Regions from separate parts of the Mus musculus genome. Here all the other regions are linked to region 1. A link is a contact called in public promoter capture Hi-C data. All regions are on one chromosome and are shown on one strand. The core of a region is the stretch at or near the end of the contact, and the rest is flanking DNA. Distances in the headings are between cores, read along the strand shown. Region 1 holds the start of Ctsl (cathepsin L). Region 2 holds the start of Zfp953 (zinc finger protein 953). Region 3 holds the start of Zfp595 (zinc finger protein 595). Region 4 holds the start of Zfp457 (zinc finger protein 457). Region 5 holds the start of Zfp708 (zinc finger protein 708). Region 6 holds the start of Zfp712 (zinc finger protein 712). Region 7 holds the start of Mterf3 (mitochondrial transcription termination factor 3).

Evidence for each region. Promoter capture Hi-C pulls out the DNA fragments that hold promoters and counts their contacts.
Region 2: a contact with region 1 is called in a promoter capture Hi-C map of pre-B cells, with 7 times the contacts expected there. The contact joins the promoter of Zfp953 here to the promoter of Ctsl in region 1. A contact is called at or near these places in 2 of 39 promoter capture datasets (cranial neural crest and pre-B cells).
Region 3: a promoter capture Hi-C map of pre-B cells shows a contact between it and region 1, with 5 times the contacts expected there. The contact joins the promoter of Zfp595 here to the promoter of Ctsl in region 1. A contact is called at or near these places in 4 of 39 promoter capture datasets (cranial neural crest, hippocampal neurons, liver and 1 more).
Region 4: a promoter capture Hi-C map of pre-B cells shows a contact between it and region 1, with 3 times the contacts expected there. The contact joins the promoter of Zfp457 here to the promoter of Ctsl in region 1. A contact is called at or near these places in 2 of 39 promoter capture datasets (cranial neural crest and pre-B cells).
Region 5: a contact with region 1 is called in a promoter capture Hi-C map of pre-B cells, with 2.6 times the contacts expected there. The contact joins the promoter of Zfp708 here to the promoter of Ctsl in region 1. A contact is called at or near these places in 3 of 39 promoter capture datasets (cranial neural crest, hippocampal neurons and pre-B cells).
Region 6: a promoter capture Hi-C map of pre-B cells shows a contact between it and region 1, with 4 times the contacts expected there. The contact joins the promoter of Zfp712 here to the promoter of Ctsl in region 1. A contact is called at or near these places in 4 of 39 promoter capture datasets (cranial neural crest, hippocampal neurons, liver and 1 more).
Region 7: a promoter capture Hi-C map of pre-B cells shows a contact between it and region 1, with 2.5 times the contacts expected there. The contact joins the promoter of Mterf3 here to the promoter of Ctsl in region 1. A contact is called at or near these places in 6 of 39 promoter capture datasets (the 3T3-L1 cell line, cranial neural crest, liver and 3 more).

What each region holds. Positions count from the first base shown.
Region 1 is chr13:64,368,902-64,372,184 of GRCm38.p6, reverse strand. It overlaps Ctsl (cathepsin L), which reads left to right and starts at 1,665. Exons shown (of 8, transcript NM_009984.4): 1 at 1,665-1,949; 2 at 3,021-3,157. The coding sequence starts at 3,032.
Region 2 is chr13:67,358,983-67,362,265 of GRCm38.p6, reverse strand. It overlaps Zfp953 (zinc finger protein 953), which reads left to right and starts at 1,694. Exons shown (of 4, transcript NM_001038651.3): 1 at 1,694-1,762. The coding sequence starts at 1,757. It overlaps Gm17039 (predicted gene 17039), which reads right to left and starts at 1,601. Exons shown (of 2, transcript NR_167764.1): 1 at 1,203-1,601; 2 at 1-1,094.
Region 3 is chr13:67,330,869-67,334,151 of GRCm38.p6, reverse strand. It overlaps Zfp595 (zinc finger protein 595), which reads left to right and starts at 1,592. Exons shown (of 5, transcript NM_177622.3): 1 at 1,592-1,685. The coding sequence starts at 1,680.
Region 4 is chr13:67,304,687-67,307,969 of GRCm38.p6, reverse strand. Zfp457 (zinc finger protein 457) reads left to right here and starts at 1,558. Exons shown (of 4, transcript NM_001003666.2): 1 at 1,558-1,620. The coding sequence starts at 1,615.
Region 5 is chr13:67,080,078-67,083,360 of GRCm38.p6, reverse strand. It overlaps Zfp708 (zinc finger protein 708), which reads left to right and starts at 1,816. Exons shown (of 4, transcript NM_001012448.2): 1 at 1,816-1,911. The coding sequence starts at 1,906.
Region 6 is chr13:67,059,667-67,062,949 of GRCm38.p6, reverse strand. It overlaps Zfp712 (zinc finger protein 712), which reads left to right and starts at 1,780. Exons shown (of 4, transcript NM_001166218.1): 1 at 1,780-1,887. The coding sequence starts at 1,882.
Region 7 is chr13:66,931,432-66,934,714 of GRCm38.p6, reverse strand. It overlaps Mterf3 (mitochondrial transcription termination factor 3), which reads left to right and starts at 1,643. Exons shown (of 8, transcript NM_025547.4): 1 at 1,643-1,780. It overlaps Ptdss1 (phosphatidylserine synthase 1), which reads right to left and starts at 1,885. Exons shown (of 13, transcript NM_008959.3): 1 at 1,029-1,885. The coding sequence starts at 1,207.

The sequences.
Region 1 (3,283 bases), core at 416-2,915:
TTTATTTGAGTTCCAGGACAGCCCAGTCTACAAAGGGAGTTCCAGGACAGCCAGGAAATCAAAAATCCTGTCTCAAAAAACAACCACAACAACAAAAGCCTCATTTTCGGGGAGGTGTACATGTGCCAACAGCACATACAAAAGTCAGAGAACAACTTTTGGCTCTCTTCTTTCACCATATAGATCTCTGAGATTGAACTTAGGCTTGGGTTCAGGCAACTCTTTAACACTAAGCAATCTCACCAAGCCCTGAACGTGATCTTTTAAATCACTTTTAAAAAAATACTTCTTTTAGGGCCAGGAGGTAGTGGCGCACTCCTTTAATCCCAGTACTTGGGAGGCAGAGGCTGGCGGATCTCTGTGAGTTTTGAGGACAGCCTCATCTATAGAGCAAATTCCAGGACAGCCAAGGCTACACTGAAAACCCTGTCTCAGAAAATATTTTAAATACTATTATAAAAGACATTACAAGTCAGGCAGTAGTGGCGCACGCCTTTAATCCCAGCACTTGGAAGGCAGAGACAGGCGGGTTTCTGAGTTCGAGGCCAGCCTGGTCTACAGAGTGAGTTCCAGGACAGCCAGGGCTACACAGAGAAACCCTGTCTCAAAAACAAAAACAACAACAAAAACAAAACAAAAAAAAAGACAATACAAATTTTTAAAAATCACATACTGAAATTAACCAAACTCAAATATTATAAAGCTTCTAAACAGAATAGCCAATAAAAAAAATCTTATATGGCTAAAAAAAAATTACACTTTACCGAATTATTTTCTTTCAATCTTACCTATACCTGTATATATATTTTTTCTCTATCCAAGTAATTTCTTCAAGCTACACAACTACAGCCTTCTATTAAATATTACTCTTCTTGAGTGAGGAAGAGGAAACTAAAGCGGATAGCTCGGAGATAGCTTTAATCCCGGCTCTTGAGAGGCAAAACCAGGATGCCTGTGATTGCCTGGTCTACATTATTAAACCCTATAACCCCTATCTCAAACACATACTTATATCTTTTCCAGCGAATTTATCAAATTCCAGAAGTGGCGCATGCCTTTAATCCCAAAACTTGGGAGGCAGAGGCAGGCGGTTCTGAGTTCGAGGCCAGCCTTGGTCTCCAGAGTGAGTTCCAGGACAGCCAGGGCTACACAGAGAAACCCCGTCTCGAAAAGACAAAAAAAAAAAAAAAAAGGAAAAAGAAAGAAAAAAATTGAAAGTAAGAAAAACAATTCATAATGTAAAGTAGGAAAACAGTCTCCATCGTTCTCAACCGCTTTTTTTCTTTTCTTTTCTAGCCACCATCCTACAACCCCACCCCCACCGCCGCGTCCCCGCCTGCCACGAAAAGAATTTCTACCAGACTTGAGAGAAATGCTCCTAAGGAACAATCCATGTATAGGTAAGGCAGGAAGTGCGGCGTTAGAAGCCACGTGCTGATCTAAATTCTATGGACACCCGTCCAGCCAGACCCTGGAGAGGTGACTCTGTCCTCCGCTCTGTCTTCTTCCACTTACATCAGCATTGTTGTGGGTTAAACAGAAACCACGGGTTATGCAACTCTCCACCCTGCACATTTTAATCTACAACTTTCATACAAAAGGAAAGGTATGGCTGAGGTGGAAATTCCACAGCAGGCCTTTTTTTTCCTACGCTTTTCTTACAGAACCAAGGCACCACGCTGGCGTGGACCCTCCAAAGTGGATCAGCCTCGCCCCAAGGCTTGCACCACAGGACAGGTTACGACCCGGCGGCGTCACGCGCCCGGACTCCCGCAGGCTCCGCCCCGAGGCAGGCATAGCCAATGACGGGGCGGGGGCGGGCCCTGTCGGGGCTGTAGCCTGAGAGGCTTTAAAGCCTGAGCCCGGCGCTGTTCCTCCAGATTCTCGGACCTCGGCGACCTCCGGGGATCCGAGTTTGCAGACTTCTTGTGCGCAGCTAGCCGCCTCAGGTGAGTGACCCCCGCGGGTTTAAAGGCTTCCCGAGCAAGGGCAGGTAGGGGAATCTAGAATGTGGGAACCATAGCATCTGCAACCCGGACTGGAGACCCCCGGATGGGCCAGGATCTCGAGGATGTGTCCTCGGCCTCCCCGAAGTGATAGGCCCTTGTTGTCGAGCGGGGTCTTCATCAGGTCATGTGACTCCGGGCTGCCGGGACCCGTAGGGACAGCGGGACCCCCTCAAGCTGGTCACGGGACCCAGGGCTCCTTGTGCCGCCATAACATTCGCGGGCGGTGGCCGCGAGCGCGGAGCGGACGCCCATCCCCCTCTCCCCCGGACGGGCCCAGCTTGGCCCCTAACCCGAACTGAGATCGCATAAGGAGGCATCGCCTTGAGGCTTCAGTTCGCCTGATGTGCAGCTGTGCGTTAAAGTGTGTGGTGGCAACCCACCCTCTGGGTACTCCTGTATGCCCACTTGGGGTCACTAATACTTGTCAATAAATGACCTGGACCCAGTTGTCCTCTTAAGATTCTGACGCATACAATATCGGAAGACTTAAGACTACCGTGGCGCTATAATAAGAGAAAGTGGGGGGGGGGCTGTCGAGATGGTTCAGCGGGTAAGAGCACTGACCGCTCTTTCAAAGGTCCTGAGTGCAAATCTCAGCAACCACATGGTGGCTCACAACCACCCATAATGAGATCTGACACCCTCTTCTGTGCGTCTAAAGTCAGCTACAGTGTACTTATGTATAATAATAAATCCTTAAAAAAAAAAAAGCAAGAGAAAAGGGTTTACCCCTGTTCCAATGACTACTAGGCTGTTTTTGTTTCAGTAGCTAGAGTCTAGGAACCTCCAAAGATTAATTCCTGACTTGTTTTTCTCCACTCATAATCACATTTGTTAACACGTGCAAGGATGCTTCAACTCAGAACGGTTTACTGCTGGGCTGGTGGCTCATGGATCCCTAAACTTGAGAGATGGGTCATTGAAAAAGTTTAAAGCCTAAACTACATGAGAAACTGTCCTTAAAAGAGAAAGCTTCCGTGGGATTCTCATTTCCTCTTTTTCCTTCCCTAGGTGTTTGAACCATGAATCTTTTACTCCTTTTGGCTGTCCTCTGCTTGGGAACAGCCTTAGCTACTCCAAAATTTGATCAAACCTTTAGTGCAGAGTGGCACCAGTGGAAGTCCACACACAGAAGACTGTATGGCACGGTTTGTAGTGTTTACATTGTCTAGAGAGAATGGTCTTCCTTGCCCTTGGAAGTGTTTGTTTGGTTGGTTGGGTTTTGTTTTTGTTTTTCCAAGTCAGTGCTTCTCTGTGTGTCCCTGGCTGTCCTG
Region 2 (3,283 bases), core at 445-2,944, 3.0 Mb before region 1:
ATACATGTGTAATATAACCAATTTAAGGTTACGCCTTACAAATAAACTCAATTCGGATTAGGGTTATTTCATTTGGCTTTGACAATTACTGAGCTGCAACCCTTAATCTACTCTTCTAACTGCTGTCCTGGCTGCCTTCCCAGTGGAAGTTGCAGTTTCTCCTGGCCACATGCTCATGGTCCGTCTGCTCCAGGGCAGCTTCGTCCTTTTTTTCCCATTCCTCCTCCTTGTCCTGGTGTCTCTTCCTTCTCTCTCTTCTCCACCTCCTACCAGCTAACTCAAAACTCACCTGCCTCAAATCCCTCCAGTAATTGGCTGTAGCCAATTTGATTTATCCAGTAGTTTTAAATCAAGGAACAAGGTTTACACAACAGAACCTTGTAAATGTGAGAAGTCAGTAGAGAGTCTAGACCTTTGAGTAGAGAATTTAGCATAACAAAACATAGCAACACACCGAACCTCAACACATACACATATTAGAAAACTTGCTATGCTCAGAAATTCTGTCCTTGTGGTTGCTGACAATGCCTTCCACTGCAATATTCAGGAGGAGGACAGACCACTCATGACCTCATTCTAAACAGACATGCCAATCAAGTGTCCAGGTGAATGTACTGCTTCTTGACTCTAGTTTCTCTAAATCGAGGAAGGTGTTCTGCATCCATAGGTAAACACACTCCCTGACAAAGAACTCAATAGGGACTCTGCACAGTCTTTGCTCTGAAACAGCTTCCTTTTGAATCATAATATATCAGGGAAGTATGAAGCCTTTTCTGCAATGGGGTTTGTAACTTTGACTCAAGCTTGAACTTCACAGGAATAAACCTTCCCAAGAAGAGATGGGAATTCTCAATATTGTATGTTTCCAGTGTAACTTCTTTAATATACCGACCTCATTTGGCAATGCTATGAACATATTTCTGATACCTTTGTATTCAAGAAGGAATTATCTCGGTGTTCTGCTTCGGAGAAATAACGGAAGTTCAAGGCGGATACCACTGATGTTCAAATATTGCCAAATATGAACGATGACAGGCTCACATGAGAGACGGAGAATTCAATACGGAACATCAAACCTAACACAGGCAGAAATCCTATAATACAAAATGGACCAAGAGTTAGGACATACACCACTGCGATCCCAGGAGCTCTGCTCCTCCTCTTGGGAGAGATGCAGAGGAAAGCAAGTGCTCAGAAAATACCTGATGGTTGCTGGCTTTGAATTCTAAGTCTTTTGTCTTAAGCACCTGATATGCTGCGTAGCAGGCAGGGTCACCAAGGATGGTTTCAAGAGCACCTTAAATTAGCTCTTGCTTCCATATTTTTAAGTAAAGCAAGTCATGAAAGTGCGAGTTTTCCATGTGGTAGTAAGATAGTTTAAAATCACGGTGTTCTAGCAGAAATAACTAAGAAACCTGATAAACATCACTGTGAAAGGGTCGACTCACAGGCTAACATTGCGTGCTGGGACCACAGAACTTTAAATGAATCCAAATGCCCTGTGACTGCCCAAGTGCAGAAGACTGTTTCTTCCCAACTTCAAGGAATCACAGTCAGGATACCAGCAGGTGAACAACCCAGTTCTGTGGGTTCATGGAAGTTCTTCGCACTGATTTGTGGGAAATGTAGTCCGGATGCCTGTGACGTCATCAGAAGGCTGGCCGTTGCTATCAAACTTCCGCATTTGATTTTCAAACTTAACTTCTCCCCAGAGTTAGGCGTCTGTCCTGTTGAAACCTTCGTTTGGATCTCTGACATGGAGGTTGGTGCAGGGAACACCGCAACCTTGCAGATCTGAGGGACTGTGCAGGGTGGCGTATCGGGCACGGAAGGAGCTTATCTGGGCTTGTTATGAGACAGGGCAAGCTGCTGACCTGGAGATGTTGTGCTGACCTAGGCTAGGGAAGAAAGTTGGAAACAACAGGATGGCAAGGGCAGGCTGGGTCTGCTGACTGCTTATTTCTGAGATGCTGAAAGGAGCGCACTCATCTTTACTGGGGAAATATGCTCTGCCTAGCTGACCCGTTCTCACGTGGCTGTAGTCAGATTCTCAGGAGATTTAGAACACTTGGACATCTAGCGCCTCCTATACTCTGTGTTCTATCTAGTACTGGAGTTTGACTTCACAAATCTTCCTAAAGTTCCTAGTGCCAGGGACAAAGAGTCCCGTGAGGGTGATTGTTGTGTGGAATGTTAGTTCCTTTTCCTTTGGAATAAAGTGTTAGATTTATGGATGCCTCGGGTTGAATAAGAACTCAGGATGTATAATCCTGTACCTGAATCACCACAATACATGGCTGTATAGCCACAGAGTAGTCCTGTAATTGATATGAACCAGTGTTTGCACAATCCAAATAATTATGAATTTTGCCCTTCTGCTAAAAAAAAAAAACACTAGACAATAATACTCAACAATTCTTAGTATGTGTTCTGTCCAAAATTTGGACTCCTTCTCAGATATGAGAGATGACTTGGTGAGATGAGAGAAATGGAACTCATGATCTCTGGAAGGGACTGGAATGTCTCTGAAAGAGAAAGGAGATGGCCCTCCTCTGGTCACATGATTTTCTTCTGTCTGTTCACATTATCAGAAATATCTAAATTCTCTTAAATGCACTCTGTCCCTGTATCTGGCACCCAGCTTTACTGCTGCTCACTGGACATTTCTAGAATGATTTCCTCATGTTTTCCTGTGGTTGTAAGAAAAATTCAGAAAGCTCTGGCACACTTGGGGTCTTATAATTTTCACATAGGTTCCTGTCCATGCAAAATGCAGTTCTCCTCTTAAAGGGTTAAGAGACAGTTTAGTCAGCCTTTTGAGTGGCCATTATCTGAGAATACAGACTTAGGTTAATCCAAATTCTGTGCTTCAACACAAGGCAGTTTCATGGTTTTACAGAACAGAGAATGTCATTAACCAAGGAAAATTTAAAATACATTGGTGTGTGTCTCATAGAGTCATCGGAGATATTCTATTTACCTAAGATACCATCTGATGAGGTTTTAGCTTTTGGACTGATAGAATTTCATGTTCTGCCTTGTCAGTGGATTCTGAGAGGTTTTTTATCTATTGTCACAAGCTGTGTGGTCCACTATAGAGTGAGGTAATGACTGTCCCTGAAGAGAAAACCAACCCAAGGTAAGACAGCTAACCCTGAACCTGCAGAATTCCAGGCTCTGCCCCTCCGTGAACTTCCACATGGGCCACCAGTGTCTGCACACAAAGACTCCTTGTAAGAGTTTTGCATTCACAGAGTACACACAGGTTTTTGTGTGTGTGTGT
Region 3 (3,283 bases), core at 343-2,842, 3.0 Mb before region 1:
TTCAGACTTCTTTTGTCAATACAATTAATATAAATCTCTTTACCTTAGACTCAGGTAGACTCATCAGACAAGGACAAAAAGCAGCCACATTCTTCACCAAAATACCACAAAAACTGTCTGTAGGCCACATCACTATCAGCAACAAAGTCTTTCATATTCTTTCTAGGATAGCCCCTTCAGCCCCATTTGAAGCATTCTACTGCTTCCCAATCCAAAGTCCCCAAATCCACATTCTTCCAGACAAATGCGTGGTCATGCCTATCACAACAATACCCCACTCCTGGTACCAACTCCTGTCTTAGTTCAGTAAATAGTACATAGCCTAGTTGTCTTAGGGTTTTAGAGCTGTGAACAGACACCACAACCAAGGCAAGTCTTATAAAAGACAACATTTAATTGGGGCTGGCTTACAGGTTCAGAGGTTCAGTCCAATAATAAGGAGGGAACATGGCAGCATCCAGGCACGCATGGTACAGGAGGAGCTGAGAGTTCTACATGTTCATCTGAAGGCTGCTAGCATACTACTGCTCCCAGGGAGCTAGCAATGGGGTTTGTAACTTTGACTCAAGCATGAACTGCACAAGAATAAGCCTTCCAAAGAAGAGATGGGAATTCTCAATACTCCATGTTTCCAGTGTAACTTCTTTAATACAGTGATATCATTTGACAGTTATATGAACACATTTCTGATACCTTTGTATTCAAGAAGGAGTTATCTTGATGTTCTGCTTCAGAGAAATGTGGGAAGTTCAAGGCAGATACCACTGATGTTCAAATATGGTGAAATATGAATGATGACAGGATCATCAGAGACACAGGAAAATTAATAAGGAACATCAAACCTAACAAAGGAAATCCTATAGTGCACAATGGACCAAGGACGCTTGCCATCCTGTTGTTTCCAACCTTTTCCCCTTCAAACCTGTGCCCAGGGATAGTGGCCTAGCCTTGGTCCACTGTGCACTATAGAATTTCCTGTGTTAGGTTTTGATGTTCCTTATTAATTTTCCTGTCTCTCTGTACATATACCTCTGTGATCCCAAGAGCTCTGTCTGCCTGCCCCCTTCCCCTTGGGAGAGATGCAGGGGAGGAAAGCAGTGCTCAGAAACCACCTGGTGGTAATTAGCTTTGAATTTTAATTTGTTTCTCTTAACCACCTGAGATGCTGCAAGACAATCAGGGTCACCAAGGATGGTTTCAAGAGCATCTTCAAGAGATAATGCTCAGTCCTAAATTAGCTTCCATATTTTTAAGTAACTGATGAATTTTCCATATGGTAGTAAAATACTTTAAATTCCTTTAAAACCACAGCGTCCTAGCAGAAATAACTAGGAAACGTGGTAAACATCACTGTAAAAGGTTCGATGCACAGGCTAACATAGGGTGCTGCGACCACCGGACTTTAAGAGTCCAAATGCCCGTGTCTGCCCATCTGCAGATCCTTGTTTATTCCTAACTTAACCTACTCACGGGTGGCAGGAATTCTGGCGGACAACAAACTAGTTCTGTGGGTTCCTGGAAGTTCTTCGCACTGACTTGTGGGAAATGTAGTCCCTACCACGTTGACGTCACCAAAAGGCTGGCTGTTCTTATCAAACTTCCGCATTTGATTTTCAAACTTAAGCTTCTCCCCAAAGTTAGGCGTCTGTCCTGTTGAGCACTGCGTTTGGATCTCTGACATGGAGGTTGGTGCAGGGAACAGCGCCATCTTGCAGATCTGAGGGACTGTGCAGGGTGGCTGGTCGGGCGCTGAAGATGATTTGAGCTGACCTGGAGATGCTGTGCTGACCTAGGCTGGGCCACTGCCCCTGGGCACAGGTTTGAAGGGGAGAAGGTTGGAAACAACAGGATGGCAAGGGCAGGCTGGGTCTGCTGACTGCCTCTGCCTGAGATGCTGAAGGGAGCGCACTCATCTTTACTGGGGAAACGTGCTCTGCCTGTGCCTACATAGCTGTAGTCAGATTCTCGGGACATACAGAACACGTGGACGTCTAGTGCCTACTAAACTTTATATCCCGTCCACTACTCCAGTTTGATCTCACAAATCTTCCTAAAGTTCTTGATGTCCAGGGACAGAGAGACCTGTGAGGGTGATTGTTTTATGGAATGTTAGTTTCTTTTCCTTTGCAATGAATTGTTGGATTTATGGATGCCTCGAGTTGAAAAGAATTCTGAAGGTACAATCCTATACCTGAATCATCACAATACATGGCTACATAGACACAGAGTAATTTTGTAACTGGTATGAACCAGTGTTTGCCCAAATATGGAATTTGCCCTTCTGCTTAAAAATCGTTAGACAATAATCCTCTTAATAAGTGTTCTGTCCAAAATTTGGACTCCTTTTCAAATATAAAAGATGAGTTGATGTGTGTGTGTGTGTGTGTGTGTGTTTGTTTTTTTCAGGGTTTCTCCACCACAGCCCTCCCCCCTATCTCAGGTGATCTTGCTTATATTGTCACTTTTCAGTCAAACCAAGGGTTAGTGAGCCAGAGCCTGGCTCGTGGCATTCAAGTCTACTCCCAGAAATCATGGGCTTCAGACCACCTTGTCCTATCTACTGGGATTTTCAATGAGTTTCTAACCATACCTAGGATAACAGACATTTCCTCGTTAACTTTGCTAATCTGTAGAAAAAAAAAATAACAGTATATGAAGTCGGAATCGCAATGCTGCCTTGTACATCAAAACATGTTCCTTACAAAGTAGAGAGAGTACAGCATTGTGCTCATATACAATTTATAGGCACCTTATGTTCATATATATTTTTAATTAAACAGCTCTATGACAGAAAAGAGAACTTAAGTGTAATTCTATGACACATTTCTGTCACTTCTGCTTTTTGGGGAGGAGTCAGGAATCCAGAGAATCAAAATCATCGTCTCCTTTATAGCCAACTCAAAGTGAGCCTAGGCTACATGAGACCATGTGTTTTAAAAAGATTCTTAGAACATAGCTTTTCTTTTTCTACGTGGTAATTACTTCTGGTTGGTCTCAGTTCTGAGCACCAGTGCCCTGATAGAAATCCATCCAATTGACATCTTCTAATTATGAAAACTTACAAATGGGCTGTAAGAAGTTCCGTCGAATGTATTTGAAATGTTACATCCAAATTTTCACTAGTATCCTTCTGTTAATGACTAGTGTTTGGGGTTAGAAACCTGATTGCATTTCTTGTGTGGGAAAGGATTCCATCTTTGTCTGGCTTGAGTATTCCTCTGTATTTGCAGGGAATGGTTGTCATCTTTGCATCATCTTCTCTGTTGTTTTCTGTCATTACCCC
Region 4 (3,283 bases), core at 309-2,808, 2.9 Mb before region 1:
GCCCTCATTTATTCTTCTAACTGCTATCCTGGTGTCCTCCTTTCTTCCCGATGGTATACCCCAGATACTTGCTGTTTCTCATGGCCATGTCTCATCTTTGAGACATGGCATCTTTGTCCTCTTTCCCCATTCTTCCTCCTTTTCCTGGTCTCTCTTCCTTCTCTCTCTCTTCTCGACCCTCTACCAGGTAACTCAAAACCCACCTACCTGTAATTTCTCCAGTAATTGGCTGTAGCCAATTTGATTTAACTAATAGTATTAAATCAAGGAACAAGGTTTGCACAACAGAACCTTGTAAATGTGAGAAGTCTGTGGTAGGCTTAGATCTTCGGGTATAGAATTTAGCATTACATACATAGCAACAGACCAGACCTCAACACATAACACATATTGGAAAACTAGCTATGCTGAGAAATAATAACTTTTGTGGCTTCTGACAATGCCCTTCACTGCAGCATTCAGGAGGAGGACAGACCAGTCATGATGCTTGCCAATCAAGCACAGGTACACACACGTACTGCTCCTTGCCTCTAGTTTCTCTGAGTGAGCAAATGATCTGCATCTCTGGATAAACATACTCCTGAAAAAGAATAGGGACTCTGCACAGTCTTTGCGCTGAAACGGGTTCCTTTTGGATCATTAGGATTCCGGGAAGTATGAAGCCTTTTCTGTAATGGAGTTTGTAACTTTGACTCAAGTATGAACTACACAGGAATAAACCTTCCCATGAAAAGGTAGGGATTCTCAATCCTGCATGTTTCCAGTGTAACTTCTTTATTACAGTGACTTATTTGACAGTAATATGAACATATATCTGATACCTTTGTATTCAAGGAGAAAACACTCAAGTGTTCTATTTAGAAGGGAGGGAAGTTCAAGACAGATAACACTAATGTTCAAATATTTTCAAATATGACCGATGACAGGATCAGTGCAGAGACAGGAAAATCAATAAGAAACATCAAACCTAAGGCAAAGGGAAATCCTGTAAGTGCACAATGGCTCGACAGTCAGTACACACACCATTGTGATCCCAGGAACTCTGCCCCTCCCCTTGGGAGACAGGAAAGCCTGTACTAAGAAAACATCTGCTGGTGACTAGATTTGATCTCCAATTCTTCTATCTTAAGCGACTAAGATGGTTTCAATAGAATCGTAAAGAGATAATGCTCACTCCTACATTAACTTCCTGCTTCCACATTCTTAAATAAAGCAGATCATGAAAGCATGAATTTTTCATTCGTGAATGATTCTATACATAGATCAGAGTTGTAGCAGAGATAACATGGAAACGTGATGAACGTGATTACTGTGAAAGGCTCATCTTACAGGCAAACATTTCGTGCCATGACCAAGGATTTTAAAAGAGCCCAAATTCCATGTGCATGCCCATGTGCAGCTGCTCTCAGTGGACTGTAATCCAGGCAGTGTACAAAAGCTCTTCAGTGGGTTCCCGGAAGTCCTTCCAACTGACTTGTGGGAAATGTAGTCCCATCGCCTGTGACGTCATCAGAAAGAGCTGTCAGCAACAAAATTCCGTATTCTTTCTTCAAACTTCGCTTCTTCTCAAATTTGTGCAGCTGTCCTGTTGAGCGCTGCATTTGGATTTCTGCCATGGAGGTTGGTGCAGGGAACAGCACCATCTTGCAGATCTGAAGGACTGTGCAGGGTGGCGGATAGGGCACAGAGAGTGCCAACTTGGGCTTGTGAGACAGGAAGCTGCTGACCTTGAGGTGCTGTGCTGACCTAGGCTGGGCCACTGTCCCTGGGCACAGGTTTGAAGAGGAGAAGGTTGGAAACAGCAGGATGGCAAGGGCAGGCAGGGTCTGCTCACTGCCTGTGCCTGAGATGCTGACGGGAGCTCACGCATCTTTGCTGGGGAAACGTGCTCTGCCTAGCTGACGGGTTCTCCTGTGGTGGTTGTCAGATTCTTAGGACATACAGAACACGTGGACATCTAGCGCCCCATATACTTTATGTCCTAGAGATTACTCCTGGTTTGAGCTCACACAGCTTCCCAAAGGTCCTAGTGTCTAGGGACAGAGAGTCCTGTGACGGTGATTGTTGTGTGGGTTGTTAGTTACTTTTCCTTTGGAATGAATTGTTAGATTTATGGATGCCTTGGTTAGAGTGGGAATTTCCAATAGACATCTCTGTGACTTGAATCATCACAATACATGGCTATGTAGCCACAGAATAATCTTGTAATTGGTATGAACCTATGTTTGCCCAATCCAGATAATTATGGATTTTGCACATCAAATTAAAATCGCTAGACAGCAGTACCTCAACGGTTCTGAGTATGTGTTCTGTCCAAATTTGGACTTCTTTTCAGATGAGAGACGACTTGGTGTGATGAGAGATTGCTGGGTGGGGCTGGAAAGTCTGAAAGGGAAGAGGAAAATGGCTCTGCTCATCTGCCAGGCTCTGTAAATTGTTCTCTAATCTGCCAGGCTCTGTACATTGCTCTCTAATCTGCCAGGCTCTGTACATTGTACTATGTTTTCTTATCACATGATTTTCTTCTGTCTCTTCACATTGTCAGCAGCGTCTGAACTGTCCTAAATTTAACTGTCTTAAATATTAAATTTTCTGTCCCTCAATGTGACATTCAGGTTTACTGAGGCACCTTTAATAGTTTTAGGAAGAATTCCCCAAGTTTTTCAACTGCTTTGGAACAGCTGGAATATAAATTTGGAAAGCTGTTATACATTTGGGGTCTAATGATTTTTCACATAGGTTCCTGTCTATGCATAGTTCTCCTCCTGAAGGGTTAAGAGAATAGTTTAGTCCAGAGCCATTTGAATAGCCTTGATCTGAGAACACAGATTTACTTTAATCCAAATTCTATGCTCCAACATGGAATCAGTTTCATGGTTTTACAGAACAAAGAATGTCATTAACCAAGGAAAATTTAAAATACTTTGGTGTGAGTCGATAGAAGCATGTACTACGATATATGGGAGATATTCTATTCACCTAAGATACCATCTGCTGAGATTTTAGCTTTTGGATTCATAGAAACTTATGTTCTCCCTTGTCAGTGGATTCTGGGAGGTTTTTATCTATTGTCATAAGCTATGTGGTCCACTATAGAGTGAGGCAAGGACTGACCCTGAAGGTAAAACCAGCCCAAGGTAAGACAGCTAACCCTGAACCTGCAGAATTCCAGGCTCTGCCCCTCGGTGAACTTACACGTGGGCCATCAGACTCTGCACCCACAGACTCCTTACAAGAGTTTTGCATTCACAGAATACACACAGATTTTAGTGTGTGTGTGTGT
Region 5 (3,283 bases), core at 567-3,066, 2.7 Mb before region 1:
GCTCTCTAGAGTAACAACTTATAAAATGTATGTATGTATGTATGTATGTATGTATGTATGTATGTATGTATGTATGTATGTGTGTGTGTGTATGGGGGGATTTATTCAAATGACTTACAGACTGTTGTCCAGCTAATCTGATGTTGGCTGGCAGAGCAGAGCATAGAAAGTCTAAGACTCCAGTAGTTTGCTCAGTCCACAAGCTGGTGCTCGGTATATGCTGGAATCCCAAAGATGTAGCTATAATGCCCATGAGGGAACGGACTTGCTAGGTAACAGCAAGCAGACAAAGAGCAAAAGCTTCCATCTTCCGTATCTATGTAGCAGTGGTTCTCAATCTTCCTAATGCTGTGAGCCCTTAATACAGTTCCTCATGTTGTGACTCCCCAACCATAAAATTATTTTTTGATATTTTATCACTAATTTTGCTGTTATGAATTGTAATGTAACTATGTGATATGCAGATGATCTTAAGCAACCCCTGAAAAGGGTTGTTTGACCCTCAAGGGGTCATAACTTGCATGTTGAAAATTGCTTTATAGCAGGGCGCGGTGGCACATGACTTTAATCCCAACACTCGGGAGGCAGAGGCAGGCAGATTTCTGAGTTAGAAGCCAGCCTGGTCTACAAAATGAGTTCCAGGACAGCCAGGGCTACACAGAGAAACCCAGTCTCGGAAAAGAAAAAAAAAAAAAAAAAAAAAAGGAAGGAAGGAAGAGAAAAAAGAGAAAATTGCTGTTATATAGACTTCCAGCAGAAGGTGTGGTCCAGATTAAAATTGTTATCTTCCCACCTCAGGATTGGAATTAAAGGCATGTATTTCCACCTGTTGCAGTAATTCCCCAACCCTGATACCCCAATAAGTCTATGCAAAAACCACACAACTCAGTTACATTATTTACAAGCTGCACGCTTAGACTGAGCAGATTTATCACTACACTACTCTATTCCCCAGCTGTGAGATCCCACATTATTTGCTGCCTCTCAGGGCCTTGTGGTTCTGCTCCATCTTCCTCTTATCTTCTCTTCCTCAGTCTTCTTCCTCCCTCGCTCCCTACTCTTCCCTCACTTCCTAAAACCTCTAGCCCCACCTTTCCCTTCCACTGCCCAATCACAGGCTCTAGTCTTTATTTGACCAGTTAGAATGGGGAGAAGGTTCACAGGAAATCACCTGAGTATGTGATCCACTCCTCTCAGGGGCAACCCCTCTTGAGGAAGCTGAATTAACATCAGAATACAAACAGCACCAGGGCAACCCACAACATCTACCTCACAAGTCATGACTAGAAGTGGATCCACCCACTTCAAACAAACAAAAATCCCTCAAAGGTGTCCCTTGTATTTCTTCTGGATTCCATCTAATTCTAGATGTAGTCAAGTACCAAGAATAGAAATCACAGGAGAAAAGAGTTTATTTGGTTTACATAACCTGGATTGCTGTCCATTGGAAGAAGCCAAGGCTGGAATTCAAAGAGGGCAGGAACCCGGAGGCAGGAGCTGCTGATGGTTTTTATTTTAAATCTAGTATAATTGAGTCAATGAGTTTTCCTCCTGCCAAAAGACTCTAGGAACCCCAGAGCTTTTTAGGTAACGTCTTTGATCAGAGTAAGAAGTAAACCTAATACAAGTTGCCGTCAAAGGCTGGATTTATATTCCCACAAGACCTTTGTAAATTTGAGACTTAAAAAGCAGCCTAATCCAGTGACAGGCTATAAATAGTTCTCCCTGACTTTGGTTCAGGGCAGTCCTTCGCGTAGACTTCTGGGAAATGTAGTCTCTCTTAGCATGACTCCGCTAGACCGGACTCTACTCCTCTGTGCTTCCGGTTCATTTTGCTTTTGTGTTTCTCCAAACTCTGCGGCTTTCTCAAAGTTGGAACAGTGTGGCTTGCGCTCCGCGCTCGACATGGAGGTTGGTCCCGGCTGCAGCCTAGCCTTGCAGGCCTCATGAACTATACGGGTGGGCGGGCCCGGGGTGCAGGGAGCCGGGGAGGGCTGGGCGGGAGGCGGAGAGAAGCCCACGTGGTCCTGCAGTGCGGACCTAGGCTTGGCCAGAGTGCAGGGGTGGGGCGCACGCACGGTGCAAGGAGTGATTGCTCTGTTAGGACAGAGCGGCTGACAGAGTCAATCATGTGTTTCAGGGACCTGAGAGGTGGCCTGCTACTGCGAGAATGGAGACTGGAAAGTCTAGGGTTGGTAGAGCAGGGTGGCTTGGCTGACCGTGCCAGAGGCAGGCTGTGATGAGAGCTCATACCCCACCTTGGCTGGGGAAGCTTGCTGTTAACTAGTTTTCACATTGCTGTTGTCAGATCCCTCAGGAAATCTAGAGCAAGTGGGTTTTTCTGGGCCCTCCCGTATTCAATGAGAGGCCCAGGACTCTGATTTTGAGTTCGTGTGGCTCATAGTTTCCAGGACAGTGAGTTCTGCGGGGGAGTTTGGTGTATGGGATGTTCGTCCCGTTTTCTTTGTGATAAATTGTTAGTTTTCAGGGCGGCTCACTTTGGATAGGAATCACTCCTTTACCCACTGTGACAGAACCCTCACATTCACACACCTGTATGAGGAAAAAAAAAAAAATCTCATCGAGGGGGCACTCTGAACTTTGTCCCAGCTATCACTGATCCTACAACACTGCAGAGTGGAAAATACTAGAGATTATTACCACATACAATTGCACCGGAGACTGCGATGTCAGAAATTTGGTGTTGTGTGGAAAGATTGAGAGTGAAGTTGAAGAGCTGTGGCTCACTCAGGGTCCTGTGATTGTATACAGCCAATGCTCACCCTGCCCTTTGTATACAGCCGCTGCTCATCCTGACATTTGTACTGTTTTTGCCACACTTCAGTCAAATTGATTTGTGTGCTGGAGACTGACTTACAGCATTAAAATCTATACCTGAGAAGCATGGGCTTTAAACTACATCAATACCAATACTTTCTATGTATCATCTAACAATCATTAAAATATGGACATTTTCTAATTAATGTCACTAATCTGCAGGAAACTAAGAATGTGCCGTTTTACACTGTTTAAGGTGTGAAAAGTACATTTTCTTGTACCTTAAATCTCGTTTCCTACAATGTAGAGGTGATACAGCAATAAGCACAATTATATTATAGGTCACAACACATAGATGTTTGATATCTATCTATCTATCTGTCTGTCTATCTACACTTTTACTTAATATATTTCTTAAACAGATCTATGATTGAAAATAAAACATCAGTGTATGCTGTGCTGTTTCCTGTTACATCTGCATTTGGGAGGTGGAAGCAGGAAATAC
Region 6 (3,283 bases), core at 531-3,030, 2.7 Mb before region 1:
TGTGGCTCATTAGGAGAAAGCCTATCTCATCATTCAAGCAGGGCAGGCCTTTATGGTCAGAGATAGTCTATGGATTTAGAGCTTTATTGTAGAAAGGCAGGGAGAAAGGAGAGAAGGTAGAAAGAGAGAGAGAGTCTGGCCATGGCTATGTGGAGAGAGCAGGAAGGGAAAGAGAGAAAGAGAGCTAGGGAGTAAGAAAGGTGAAAGCTTAAGAGAGTGAGGTGGAGCCAAGCAGCCCCTCTTATAGTGGGCTGGCTATCTTTCTGTTGCTAGGTAACTGTGGGGCGGAGTCTAGCCAGAATGCCAGCAGCTTGGGACATTGTCTATGTCACTGATAGCCACAAGCCTCTCCTTTGGGGACTGTTGGGGGCGGTAACTTCGACAGGAGCTAGGGGTCCAGGAGACATGATCGAATGCCTTCTGTCCCATGTAGGTGAAAATTACCACCCACCGGGTCCCACCGGGGTTCAAGACCTAACTAAGTTCGACTGGAGACCAGGCTGTCTCTGTGCATAGCCCATTGCCCCACAATTGAATTCTAGAACAGTTTGAGTTTGAGATTTAGCAATGCCCTGTCATTGAGTTAGCAAAGACATTTTAAGATTAACTGCTTTGTGTGTCTGTGTTTTTTATCCAAAGATCCAGTATTCTCTAGGTGAGGGGCTGATAGCACTGCCTGTTCCCAGAGCTTAGGTGGGGTAGCAAAAGGTACATGTAACACTTTAGTATGCAAGTTTACTCAAAGCATATACATTCTGTGATCTCATTTTCTGAATCTGTTTTGTTTTTGAGTGGGGAGTCATGTATACCAAACATGTTTCAAACTTTCTATATGTCTATAGGTGACCTCGGACTCCTATTCCTATCTCCAGTAACCAACATCTGGGATTTTCAACATGTAAAACCACACTTGCTTCTATACAATCATCTTTAGTTTGAAGTTCCAGTTATTTGGACCAACACTTTTTCACATGTTCATTGTCTGTTTTCATTTCTCATTTTAAGAATTGTCTTCTCAAAATATTAGCTCATTTTTTTAATCCATGTTTGCCTTGTGATGTGAAACATTTTGGGGTGGGTGAGATAGCTCAGAGGTTAAGAGCACTAGCTGCTCTTCCGAGGGTCCTGAGTTCAAATACCAGCAACCACATGGTGGCTTACAACCATCCATAATGAGACCTGACTCCCTCTTCTGGTGTGTTTGAGGACAGCTACAGTGTACTTACATATAATAATAAATCTTTTTTAAAAACAAAACAAAAACAAACAAACAAACACAGCTGGGCAGTGGTGGCGCACACCTTTAATCCCAGCACTTGGGAGGCAGAGGCAGGAGGATTTCTGAGTTAGAGGCCAGCCTGGTTTGTAGAGTGAGTTCCAGGACAGCCAGAGCTATACAGAGAAACCCTGTCTGGAAAAACAAACCAAACCAAAGCAAAGCAAAACAAAAACAAAAACGAAACATTTTGTAGGAAGCAGGTTGAGTTTTAAAATCACAATATATGGACCCAAAGTATCCAGTACACATAATAAACAATGCTGTCAAAGGTTCAACCCATACTCATTTTGAAAATTTAAACGCGGTACCCTGACTCCCCGTGGCTATCCACCTTCAGAAGTGGCTTGTTTCTACCCATTCTCTTTGGCAAACAGCCTGACAGTAACTTGGGAACGTTTCAAATCACCTACCACGGCTTTGTGAAACTCGCTCGCAGAGAATTGTGGGAAATGTAGTCTCGTCCGCGGCGACGTCACAAACAGGGACTCTGGGAAGGGCGCTTCCGTGTTTCTTCTGCGCCTGTGTGTGTCTCCCTCTCTGGCGGTCTTCTCCAAAGTTGGGCCAGTGTCGGGTCCTGTGCGCGCTCTGGTAGCATCTCTGGCATGGAGGTTGGTCCCAGGATGTAGCGCAGCCAGAGGGACGTTGCGGGGTGGGCGGGTCCGCCTTGGAGGGAGGCGGGAAGAAGTTGAATGGGAGGTACTGTGGTGACCTAGGCTTGTCCATTCCGGTGCTGGTTAACGCTGGAGGAGGGATGGAGCTGGGAGTGGCCTCTCTTTTAAGGTGCCGTTGCCCTGTTCTGTCCTGCACTTCTGGGGCAGGAGAGCTGGCTCGGTAGCCTAGGAATGGAGAAGGGTGCCTGGCAGGGTGCATCTGCTGTCAGCTTGTGCCTGAGGTGTGGAAGCATGCCCTTAGCTGACACTGTCTCGATGGCTTCTGTTATCCGGAATTTAATAGATGTATATACAATGCAGTCCGATCAAATCCACCCCTACTGTCCCCTACTTCAACAGTACCAGGTATCTCCCAAAATGCTCCACTCCCAATTTCCTGTCCTGGTGGTTTTGTTTTTGTTTTATAACCCACTGAGTCCACTTAGTATTGCTCTAGTGTGCATACCTGTGTGTATGGGGCGGGGAAGGGAGGGCGCACAGGACATCCCCTAGAACGTGGACGCTCACTGGCCACACCTCCAAGCAAAATAAACAAACAAACAAACAAACAAAACGAATCTCTTTTTCAGTGGTCATGAATTCCAACCGATCCTTAGCTAAGGGTGGGGCCTTGTGAACCCCTCCCCTTTCCCTGTTGAAGTTTTGACTGACGTTATTTGTGTGTTATGCTGGTAACCATAGCTACCTTTTCCCCCTTCCTATTGCCATCCTTTTGTGTTTGTATTGGGATTTTGAGTCAGTTTCTTGTGTAGTCCAGGCTGCCCTGAAGTGTTCTGTGTAGCTGATAGTGACGTTAACTTCCGTTCCTCCTGACTTCTCCTCCTCTTTACTCCTCTGTGCCCTAGGAAGATGGCCATCTGTCACTTTGTTCTTTCCTTTGTGACTTGCCCCTTAAACCTTCTCTATTCTTTCAGATGACTATTAAGCCATAACTTATTGGTTAAGACAGGATCTAATTACTAATTTGCTTAGGAAATGGCAGAATTTCACTGGGTATATAAACAACATATGAGATGTAGAAAAGAAATTTGGAGATGCTCATATATTTATTTTAATTTATAAATATCAGTGAAGGATGCTTTGCTAAATATTGATCAAGACACCATGCCATGTTCCATTTATAGTGAGTTTGAGTGTTGTTTGTTTATTAACTGTTGGATTTCTTAAGTTGCCTCATAACCAGAGAATTTATATTAAGAAGAAAGACATATTATAGGGATGAAGGCATAAAAGTAGAATGTTAAGATCAAAACAAACTATGTAGCATGAAGACATTTCTTACATTTTGGCCATGTCCCAGGACTGAAGCTTAAGTGCTGACTGTATTCTGCTA
Region 7 (3,283 bases), core at 394-2,893, 2.6 Mb before region 1:
TTAAAAAATGTAATTCAGATAATATAAATTATAAGACAGAAATAGGGGTGTGTATGTTGTAGGATCCATTAGCTCCTTGGCTGAGGTCAAGGGGCCACAGATACAATAGCTTTGTAAGGTACGAAATACACAGCTATTAGAAGTGATCTGAACATGTGTGTATATTTTTAGGGGAATAAGAGAGCCATGTTATGTTGTGTGCATTTTATGTGTTTTGTTTAGTGTGGTTAGCATTCTCTAGTCTCTAGATAATACACAACTGCTTGCCACTATCCCCTTTCAGCCAGTATTTTAGAGATGCATGAGAGGGCAGGATGTGCCCCTTGTGGTCAGCGGTAGCCTATAGAGTACAGTACATTGGAAATGATGGGTATTGGCTTGTGCTTCATGGGAGGCATCCACTGGGATGTGTGTCAACAGCGACTGCTGATGCTGTGGCATTGAGGTGGTGTTTGAGACTGGGAGAAGAGTTACATTAGATGACTTTGGGAAATGTATATAAAAGGAAAAACAGTGTGGTGCACCTCACATGTACATTTGTGTGTGTGCCTGGTAATACTGAATGCCAGAGGATTTTTCTGTGTATGGTGTGTGTTTTATGTGTGTAGTGTGAGTTGAAGGAGGTTCAATCATGAAATGGTTCATGCCATTTGCTGGAGACAGACCACGGATGAGTGGTTAGAGATCAGAGCCTTCTGATAGTGACAGAGAACGATACAGAGCAAGGGGTGTGGATCACCCAGCTAGGTGACCTGCATGAGTTCCTGGTGTGGTCCGACGTAGTGAATGAGAAAGATGGGATTTGGACATGAGGGGTGGCAGGTGGAAAAGTAGGCGGAGAGGACTGTAAGCCACGCGGTAGGCAGAGGAGCTGTGTGGCCCTTGTGTCCCCGAGCTTGCACGCGTGGAACAGCTACTCACTTCCTTACCACCAGCCACACCTGGCCACCCTCCCCTCTACTGCTTCTCGGTCTGTCGTCTCTGTCCTCCTCTCCCCGGCGCTCCGCGCGACTCCAGGCCAGACTTACCTGGTGAAGGCGAAGTACATGAGGCTGATGATGGTGAAGCTGAGCAGGGTGATGGTGTGCGGCCGGTAGAAGAAGTCTATGGTGATGTCCTCCACTTGCTGCTCGTTGATCATGCGGAAATGCATCCTGTAGTTCACATCATCCTTGCTCAGAGTCCTGCTCCCCACGCAGGACGCCATAGTTCTTCTCCCCGTCCTGCCGCGGCCCCGGAGGCCCCGGCCCTAGAAGGCTGGGACCCCGGCAGCGACGGACCGCAGCAGCGAAGGTGCCTGACGCTGGGGCGGGGTCTGGCACCCTGAGAAGGGTGCTAGCCCAGGGAAGGACCCGCGCGCGAGGGCGGGGTCGCGGCGCCACCACCGCGTCCCGGAGCAGGGGGAGAAGGCAGCCTGAAGAAGCAGCCTAGTAGGGCGACATCGTAGAGCTCTCACCCTCCCCACATTACGGCGGAGTGACTGATCCTGGGAACGCGGCGACCAGCTCCAGGGCCTGCAAACCCCAGGCCAGCTCTGTCCCGGTCCCCCGCGGCGTCCCTTCCCGCGCCGCCGCAGATGGTCTCGCCCATTCGCAGCGCAGCCCACGTGGGGGGCGGTGCCGGCCTAGCGTGGCGAATCGCCGGCTTGCGAAGCTACGGTGCACCGTATCCCCGGCGTAGGTTGCACGGTCGCTGTGAAGCAGGAGCGCGAGACCGCCGCCCGGCCGGATTACTGTCCGGCCTACCTGTACCCAGCAGCGTCCGGGAGCCTCGCGGCTTGGTAGGTATCGGTGACCCGGAGAGGAGGTTCGGGCTCGATCGGTCGGTACCTAAACCTTGTGGTGGCAACGTCGCCGGGCTTGTTCATCAGCTTCAGACTAAGGCCCCGAGGATGTCCCGGCTTCCTGCGGAAGTCCTTCCCGGATAAAGCCGGTTGGTTAAAGAGTCTAAGGACTGCGGCTGCGCTGCCCAGAGGCCCTTTATTACGAAGTGCATCTTTCATCATCGGAGCTCGGGATTAGTTGTAAAGATTTTGAACCTAGAAAAGCCTGTTTCGGCTCTTGTTCCTATTCCTAACAACAAAACAAGAGTGCCCGGTAACCGCTGAGAGCTGGCGTACCCTACTAATGAACTTGAGAGATTTTAAGGATTTTTTTTTTTCTTTTGCCCTCTTAATGTACATACCGTAAGGCGTTATTCACGAGTGCACATCTTTACTCGTTTCTGAGTCCTTTGTGTCTTTATTTGTCCTGGACTCACTTCCACTCAACAAACTGGAACCCTCCAAACCTCTAGCTTGGTGCTGAAAAGACCCTGGGAAGGTGGGTCTCGAGAGGGGGCGGGACTGTGCTGTCCTTCTGCACAGACTATCAATCATTGACATTGCTGAGACAGCAAATTTATGTGAAAAGGAGTGCACTGGCAAGTAAAAGTGGAGGGTGAACATTATTAGTCTTTAGCACTCAGATCTTTGAATGCAAATAGAATTTAACAGAGTCTACTAAATGTGGAAAGGGTATTGAATTTGATTCTGGACAGACTCTAGAATGAAATTGGGGTTCTGGGAGCTGGTTTGTAAGTACCCTAGAGCCCTTATTGTAATCCCCAACATTATAAAAAGTACTTTGATGCTGAGAGTGGACCAGTGTTTTTTTCTAGAATAGCATACGTAAAAGCATGTGGAGAATAGTGTCTGAACCTCCATCATCGTGGGCTACAGTGACATATCCAGTCTTGACTGTCAGGACCCCCACTTGTAGATTGGACCTGCCTGGCTGTGCTGAAGTTTCTCTCGAAGCTTGGTCTTGTCTAGGTGGCACAACTTAGTTCCTACTTTAACTATTTTGGAGATGAGAGGGAGTTTGAGGGGAAAATTGGCAGGCTTGGAAGCCCCTTTCCAACTAAAGTTTAGCAAAAATTGCCTATTCCACAAGGTTATTGCCAACACCGCCTTCCTATACCACTTCAGAAGGAAAGATTTGCCCTTGTATTATTCTTAGCAAGCATCCCCCAACTATAACAAGAGATTAAACTCTCAAATGTTTCTTCCTATTCAGGACATAAAACTATCTGAATCCTCTGGCTAGAGAAACAGAACACAACGGCATAAGTAAGAGTTAATTGACAGTTACAGGTTTTTTGTCTGTTTAGTTGAGAATACTGCTGGCTAACATTTATTGAGCACTTTCCATTTATTCATTTATTTGAGCCGTGTCACACTTGTAGAACTTTGAGCAATCTTGCCTCAGGCTTCTGAGTGCTAGGATTACAGGCATGACCTCCC